3 separate regions of the Sus scrofa genome follow, and regions 2 and 3 are each linked to region 1. Evidence: chromatin contacts called from public Hi-C and HiChIP or PLAC-seq data. All regions are on one chromosome and are shown on one strand. The core of a region is the stretch at or near the end of the contact, and the rest is flanking DNA. Distances in the headings are between cores, read along the strand shown.

What was found. Hi-C and Micro-C count contacts between places; a contact is called where the count stands out from the background. HiChIP or PLAC-seq counts read pairs in DNA pulled down with a chosen protein or histone mark.
Region 2: a Hi-C map of embryonic fibroblasts shows a contact between it and region 1, with 6 times the contacts expected there. The contact joins two enhancer-like sites. A contact is called at or near these places in 17 of 47 Hi-C or Micro-C datasets (adipocytes, adipose tissue, alveolar macrophages and 10 more) and 2 of 2 datasets of contacts at active chromatin or transcription factors (alveolar macrophages and skeletal muscle).
Region 3: a contact with region 1 is called in an H3K27ac HiChIP or PLAC-seq map of alveolar macrophages. The contact joins two enhancer-like sites. A contact is called at or near these places in 1 of 47 Hi-C or Micro-C datasets (skeletal muscle) and 1 of 2 datasets of contacts at active chromatin or transcription factors (alveolar macrophages).

What each region holds. Positions count from the first base shown.
Region 1 is chr5:38,846,614-38,849,170 of Sscrofa11.1, forward strand. No RefSeq gene overlaps it. Among named protein-coding and RNA genes, the nearest start is that of KRR1, 26 kb to the left of the region's middle. Within about 2 kb of position 1,293, at least 27 of the 83 cell types and tissues checked have an H3K27ac peak or open chromatin away from gene starts, as enhancers often do. A contact at or near this core is called in adipose tissue, alveolar macrophages, embryonic fibroblasts and 2 more, where this site is marked.
Region 2 is chr5:39,314,512-39,317,068 of Sscrofa11.1, forward strand. It overlaps PHLDA1 (pleckstrin homology-like domain family A member 1), which reads right to left. Exons shown (of 2, transcript XM_021092050.1): 1 at 58-2,557. The coding sequence starts at 1,250. The coding sequence ends at 84. Among named protein-coding and RNA genes, the nearest start is that of PHLDA1, 3.5 kb to the right of the region's middle. Within about 2 kb of position 1,285, at least 71 of the 83 cell types and tissues checked have an H3K27ac peak or open chromatin away from gene starts, as enhancers often do. A contact at or near this core is called in adipose tissue, alveolar macrophages, embryonic fibroblasts and 2 more, where this site is marked.
Region 3 is chr5:39,268,507-39,271,063 of Sscrofa11.1, forward strand. No RefSeq gene overlaps it. Among named protein-coding and RNA genes, the nearest start is that of PHLDA1, 50 kb to the right of the region's middle. Within about 2 kb of position 1,290, at least 28 of the 83 cell types and tissues checked have an H3K27ac peak or open chromatin away from gene starts, as enhancers often do. A contact at or near this core is called in alveolar macrophages, where this site is marked.

The sequences.
Region 1 (2,557 bases), core at 43-2,542:
TAGCAAGTGGGTGATGAGATGAAGAGTGGGAGGAAAGTCCTCTAAGACAAAAAGGCAGAATTTTAGTGAGGAAATTGTGTGTGTGTGTGTGTGTGTGTGCGTGAGTGCGCACACGCACATGAACATACTTCTAACTTGGGTCCCATTTAGGTATTTCTGAGATACATCTATTCACCATCCTCACACCCATGCACACACACACACTTCTAACCCAGGCCCATTTAGGCATTTCTAAGATACATATCTCTTCACTATCCTCACTTTTTGTAAGAACTCCTGATGGACAACAAAAACTCATTATCTGGAAATACAAGCATTAAAAGTAAATACCTAAAACCTTGAAATTCTTGGGTACGGAATTAGAAAAGAATTAGAGTTTTGTCATGAAGCTCATTTTCTTATCGTCCAGTAGGATAAGACCATTATTGCTCATAGTTATTGTTAACAGAGAAGTTAAAAAGCTATTCTCAAAGAGAAAGACATCCCTTTACCTGTACAGTAACTAACTAAATACCCCTGCTATTAACCCAAACTGAAAACAAGGAGGCAAATTTTAATTAAAAATATTTATAGCAAGTGGAATACCAGCTGTTATTTTCTTTCACCACTCATTGAATGTTTTGCAGCTGGCCATAATTCTCTCTTATTTCCATCAGCTTAACCAATAATAACAACTGTTCACTAGGTAAGGGATGTTTTATTATTACCCACATGATATGTAGGAACTGGTAAAGAAATCCTTAATTGAAAAGTTTTCAAAAGAACCACACTTCGGGTCTGAAGAATCATTGTTTAAAGGACTTTTGTTTCTTTAAATAGGTAAAAAAATGCTTTTGACCTCAGAAGTATCTCCATCGTCATAAGGCTCAAACATCTCTACAAATTTCCTAATCTATTGCCTTAAAACTATAAGAACATCTTAGACCACATTAAACAAAACTAGGAAAAACAAAACAGGAAGGGGTATTTGGAGGAGCTAAAGAGTGTACACAAGAATGAATTTGATGCAATAGTTACGGTGTTTCTTGAGATCATGTTCCTAGAGATGTTAGCAACCCTGTTCGTGAATCAAAACACCACTGAGTCAGGGCCTAATCACAGCTTTTTGTTTGTTTGCTTATTTGTTTTGTGTACAAAGTTGCCAGTGTTTCTGTGTCTTGTTAAGACTCTCTCTTCCAGTTAGTGAAAAACAGAAGTCAGATGAGAATTCAATGAAACCAACGGAAGTTGCTTAAACCGATGACACACATCACGAAAAGGAATTTAGCAAATTTAAGACATGCGTTCAGAGAGGAAACATGACTCACTTGAAGGGGATCCACGATAGTGCCTGCTGCTCAGAGCAGTGTTGCCTTGGTATTTATACTCATGTGGAGCAAAACGGATCTGTTAGCATGATTTAATAAGGGAAGGAAAAAATGTTTTCTTCGAGAAAAATGTACAAAACAAGCAAAAATATAAAGAAAGTAGATTCTAACAGAGTTCATGGTCCTGCTGTCAGGGGAGATGGCAGGAAAAAGCTGAACTGAAACTGTGTTCCCATAAGCAGATCAAGCTACCCATAAATGGCACATGCTCCTTTGGTATACTACTTTCTAAACATGTCGCCAGCTTCCACTTACTAGAAACCATTACTTATGGAATTTAATGAGATACCAGAGGTCAAAATCCCTTGTAGTTTCCAAATGTCTCAGACATTAATTTTTTTCTTACTTGATGAACTGATTGAATTTAAAAAGAAAACAAACACTGGAAATGAATAAAGCATTTTTTTCCCCCTAACTTACATGTTCCTTCTAGTCAAAACAGAAAACAATGAAGGATATTTTAAGGTAACTTTCCTTTCCTTTGTATTTAAGTATGATGCTTTTTATGGTAGGAGCCATCCTTTTTTAAACAAAAGGAAGCAGACTATTGTAGAGAAAGATGGAGGAGAGCAAGCCAGAAGCTGGAGACAGAGAATGGAATCACCTGGGTCTGAAGCACAGACTTTTTGATTGTTCTTTTTCTTTTTTCTTTTTTTTGTTTTGTTTTTGTTGCTTGCTGAGCCTGCAGCATGTGGAAGTTCCCAGGCCGGGGATCCAACCCACAACACAACAGTGACAACTCTGAATCCTTAACCTACAGAGCCACATGGGAACTCCATGAAGCAGAGATTTCTTATAACTGCTCTTTCACCTTCACAAAGAACTTGCTCAAGCTCTGAGGTGGTCAGTTGCAATATTTTGACTAAATTTATAGTCAGGAGGCTTTCTCTTTACCTGTCTTTATTTTAAGGAACTTACTTCATTGTCTGTTTACAAGTAACATAAAGGGCTCGATGACTTTAAAGGGTTCTTTCTGTTCTGATTTTCTTCTAAAACATTATTGAGTGCCTTCATCTGACTGGCTATACTAAATGTATGGCAGGCAGAGAAATAGTCAAAAAGCCAAATTTACTTCTAAATGGGTCAGAAACTTCATTTTAAATAGATTAGAACTGGGAGTTCCCGTCGTGGCTCAGTGGTTAACGAATCCGACTAGGAACCATGAGGATGCAGATTCGATCCCTGGCCTT
Region 2 (2,557 bases), core at 35-2,534, 470 kb after region 1:
ACTCCCCAGACCCACCCCTCCGAAGGGTCCTTAGTACCCAAGTTGCCAGAACCTCACCTTGTCTGGCCCAGGTGCTGCCCTCTTCAGGCAGAGTTGGAGGTGCTGCGGAGAAGCCGGTGACCGTGCGGCTGCGAAAGCGGTTGTTGGTGTGCGTGTGGATGCGGATGCGAGTGTGGATGCGGATACGGGTGCGGGTGCGGATGCGGATGAGGGTGGATCTGCTGCGGCTGAGGCTTGGGTTGTGGCTGGGGCCTGGGTTGGAGCTGTGGCTGGGCTTGGGACTGGGGCTGAGGCTGGGGCTGAGGCTGGGGTTGGGCTTGGGGTTGAAGCTGCGGCTGCGGGGGCTGCTGCTGGACCAGGTGCTGCTGCTTCTGCCGCGTGGACTTGACCGCCAGGATGGCCTGTCGATTCTTGTACTGCACCATCTGCAGCGTGATTTCGGCGTTCCACCCCTGGTCTTGCGGGCACCGAAAGTCGATCTCCTTGCCCTCAGCCATCACCACAGTGAAGTACATATACTTGCCCTTGCGCTCTACGCAGTCCACGGTCTTCATGTTGGAAAAGTGCAATTCCTTGAGCTTGACTGGCGGCTCAAGGCTGGCCACAGCGGGGCCCCCGGATTGGGACGGCTCAACCGACCCCTGACCGGGTTGTTGCTGCTGCTGCTGCTGCTGCTGGTGTTGCAGCTGCTTGGGCGGGATGAGCAGCAGCCCCTCCTCGGTGAGAATGCAGCACTTTTTCTTCCAGAGCTGCAGCAACCCGTCGCTGCGCTTTTCCAACACACCCTCCTTCAGCGCCTTGCAGCCGCTGCTTTCCAACATCCTCCCGGCATAGGGCGAGCCGCCGATCGGCTCGGCCTCTCTACTTCCAGCTGCCCTGGCCGGGGGCAGCAGCAGCAGCCGCGCGCCGTCCTCGCCCCAGCGGCTCCCGCGGCCACCCGCCCGGAGCGCGCAAAAGAGGCTAACGCGCAGGAAGCAGAGAGGCTGTGGCGGCGGCGGCTCGGGGTCGGGGCAGCAAGGTAGCCGCGTCCTGATGCGCCACAAGGTCCCAGAGCTGCGAGCCGCCGGGCCTCTGCCTTCCTCCTGCAAGCGCTCACTGAAGGGCACTGGCCGGGCCCCCTCGCGGCGCTTTTGAATGGACCATCCCCCCCACCCCCGAGTGACACCCAGCGGAAAAGGCGGCTCCTGGCGCCCGCGCCGCGGGGGAAAGCCCAGCTCTGAAAGGCGCTCTGCCGCCGGCGTACGCCTCATTAACTTGGGGCCTTTCCAAAGCCGGCCGCGTCCACGCCCCCCCGCATCCCTCGCTCCGCCTCTCGCCGCCCACTGGCTTCCGCGCTCCTTGGCCGGGATCGCTGCAGGGCCCTGAGCCCCGGAAACTCCTCTCCTCCGCCTGGGGCCACAGCCGCCCGGCGAAGAATGCCGACGCGCAGAGGGTGCTAAGAGGCCATCCCCAGCCCTCCCTCCTCTCCTCCCGGTGGGGCGCTCTGCTAACAGCTTCAGAAAATGTTGGGACTACGAGGGTGGGTACAACTACCAGACACTGTCTAGTATGCCAATCCTCTGCCCTTGGGAACCAGCCCTGGGGATTCGCGCTGGGCTCCAAGATCCCGTAGAGCCCGCGTCCTGGCCCAGGCGAGTTGGGAGGCTGAGGGTGAGGCTCGCGAGCCGAGAAAGAGTGCCCCCCTTCCGTAAAAATCTCAGCGCACAAAGGCAGTGAGGACAGGGTGTCTTCACGCTCATTCGCTTACGGTCACTAACTAGCCCTTCTTGGAGCTGAGTGGCGATACTTGAGGCAATAGCGCTACCGTCTGTCCCGTTTGGAAGAGGTAGGGGAAAGAGACCCACTTGAGACCTCACCTTCCTTTACTCGGGCCAGGAGCTCAGGCAGGAGCCTCTCTTCACCCGTTCGCAAGCTCTCTAAATTCCTTCTTAACCCATCCGTACAGCCTACAGTATCTCACACATATTTGAATGTGAATTTGTAACTCGTCTTACAAACCCAGGAAATGACCCGCATATTTCAAGGCGGTCGAGCCCTCCAAAACCTGCAGGTTGGCCCTGCGGGCCCCTCTTTGCAAACGCCCAACGGTTTAGATCACTTGTGACCTCATTTACCAGTAATGTGGGGAAGGAAATGCTGCACTCGCCCCTAGCTCCCTTCTACTCCGTTTAAACAATTTCTATAAATTCTGGGAAACATAGCAGAATAAAGAGCATAAACTGAGACCAAAGCTCTTGGGGAAATGTATTAAGTACACAGAGAACCCCAACTAGGTAACGATCTTAAAAATATGAAGAACTACACAAATTAAAAAATAAATAGGAACAAATGTCTTAAACATACCTCAGATAGGTAGTGTTTGATAAGTACTTATTGAACACTTATTTGTTCATGACCCTGTTCTAAGTGTTGGGGATAGTGTTTTAACATAATAAAGAAAAAAATGCCAAAAACAAACCAATAAAAAAGAAATCGGGGTGGACAAGTCAGAGTGGCCCAGGTAAGAGGAAAGGCTGCTCCTTGAGCACAAGGACAAAGGGAAAGCTTGGCTCATCTG
Region 3 (2,557 bases), core at 40-2,539, 420 kb after region 1:
GATGATATAATTGAAATGACATGACTGTTCTCACAGTTGGAGGCAAAGGTGAGGGGGATGAGTAGTCCAAGAACAAGTAAATAGGTACTTTTCATGCCCAGGTTCTACATATTTTAGAACTTTCTGGGCTACTTCCCAGGGAAATTAAAGAATGAGGATGTCATAGGAAGGAGAGGAGGGTTCCTATCATCCACCACTCTACTTGCAGCTCAGAAAACCCAGAATGCAAGAGGTAGGCCGCAGAAAGTTTCGTGCTTATTTTACCTCTTCTCTGTCATTATTTTAAACATGTGTCGTACCAGGAATGTTGTTAGTTCATGACACAGAAAACATAGATAAGCAGTTCTTTGGAATTTGGGGGTGAGGAAGAAAACAGTGCATATACATAACTCCAGCCCAATGTCATCCTGTGGTCATTGCTTAATACAAATGAAAGATATTGTGCCACCAGTAGAAGATAGAAGCGATACTGTTTTAGAAAATAATAACCTTGCAACCAGAGGTGGTCAGAAAAGCAAGGAAGTGATCATCACCAAAGTTAGGATAGTGGTTACTTCTAGGAGGGAGGGAGGGGGTGTGGTCTAGAAGGTCAACAAAGGAGGGGTATCTGGGCTGGCAATGTTCCCTTTCTTGATTGAGGGGTGTTCACTTTGTAAGTATACATTATGCTATATATTTATGTTTTCTATTTGTATATTCTATTTCATAATTTTCAAAAGGTTAAAAAAGGAAAGAAAATAATAACCCTCCCTTTATTGAGGAAAAAACACTTTACTGCAGAGCTTAGCTCTAGTTATTTAAACATCTTTCTCTGTTGATATCTAGGTTCCTTCCATAGATTGTTATTCTGGGAGAAAAAGAGGGTGGATTTTTGAGGAGCCATGAGTAGACTACTGTTAAAGCTCCAGTATAGATGGCATACCAGAGATTTTTTTTAGTACTGGAGTGTGTTGGGAGTATATATTTAAGAGTCCAATTATTCGAGTCAGAATTCAATGGGGCTCCACAAGATACCAGAAAGTTCTACAAAGGTTTGGCAGTGTTCACAAAGCAGTCATCAGACACAAAGACAGGGGATACAAAGGGGGTTATGAAATCATCGAGATAAATACAAAAATTTTTAAAAAGATATTAAGAACTCAGTTCTTCCAGTTCAGGGCATAGCAGAGCCTCAGGGCCTCTCTGTGAAGAAAATCCCTCCTGTGTTTGGCATCTGAGTGACTCACCCAGAAAACCATCCACTGCGTGCAGCAAAAAGGAAATGAATCATGGAAGCTTCTGACCTTTGCCCTTGTCATCCCGGCACAGGGAAGCCACCCACAGACAGTCTCAACAGAGCTGGAGACAGGGCAGTCAAACAAGGCACACAACAATGATGCAGATCTATTGGCAGAGGTCTGGATAACACAGCTCAGGGGGTGAGAATCAGGATAAGCACTGATTTTATGATACCAAAAAACCCTAGCTGTTGAACTGGCATTGAGGACAATTTGGCAGAATCCTGCTGTTTTAGGCAATCATAGGAACTCCTTCCATCAGTAACTGGGTTTGGAATTTGAAGAATTTGCTTGGCTTGCTTAGAAGTAGACCAAACTCATACATGTACGAAAGTTGGAATGAATTTGATGGAATCATTTACATTTAAGAAGATGTGAGTCCAATGTCTGTATTCAGAAAAGCAAAGGGTTTACAAAGATTGGCAGAGGCTGTCCTAATACAACCCAGTACTCCAGGGGGATGATTTCAGTTTTCAACAAAATCAGGATGCCTTCAAAACATTCACCTAAAAGCTAAATATAGTTCATCCAAAAACATGCACAGAGTAGAAGAAGGAAACCTAGGGGAAAAGAAGGAAACTCTTTAATTGCCTATATTACTGAATACAACTTCATGTGGGGATAGTCCATGGAGGTGAGCTGATCTCCCAGTTCTCTGCTCATCCTGCTGGGATGTAGAGTTCAAAGGCATTTCCCTCCATGCCAGGGTGAGCTTTCTAATGGTGGTCTCTCCCCCATATGGGCCTACAAAAGCTTTCTATATTTCTATATTAAGAAATAATATATATATAGAAATATATATTTCTATATTTCCTTATTATAAAAGAATATACCAGCCCTCAAAAGACATCACCCAAGGATTTCCCTGTGGCTCAGCAGGTTAAGGATCTGGTGTTGTGACTGCTGTGGCTAGGGTCACTGCCATGGTGCAGGTTCAGTTCCTGGCCTAAGAACTTCTGCATGCTGTCTGTGGGTTTGGCAAAACAAAAAAACCAACCAACACCCCCCCCCCCCCGCCACATTACCCAAGCCCTTGCCTTCTGGATGAACTAGGCTAAGAAACCCCTTCCCTGGCTAGTTGGGAGGGTGGGAATTAGGCACTTGTATGTCACACAGCTTAATGCAGAGCTCTGATTTGTGCTTGGTAACTCAAGTTGATAGAGGACATGGGATAGCAAATGATGTTCCAGTCACAGCTCAGGAACTGATTGGGGTCTAGAACCTTTCCTCTTCCTTCCATCCCCACCTCCCATTCTAGCCACTTTCCTCACTTTCATATT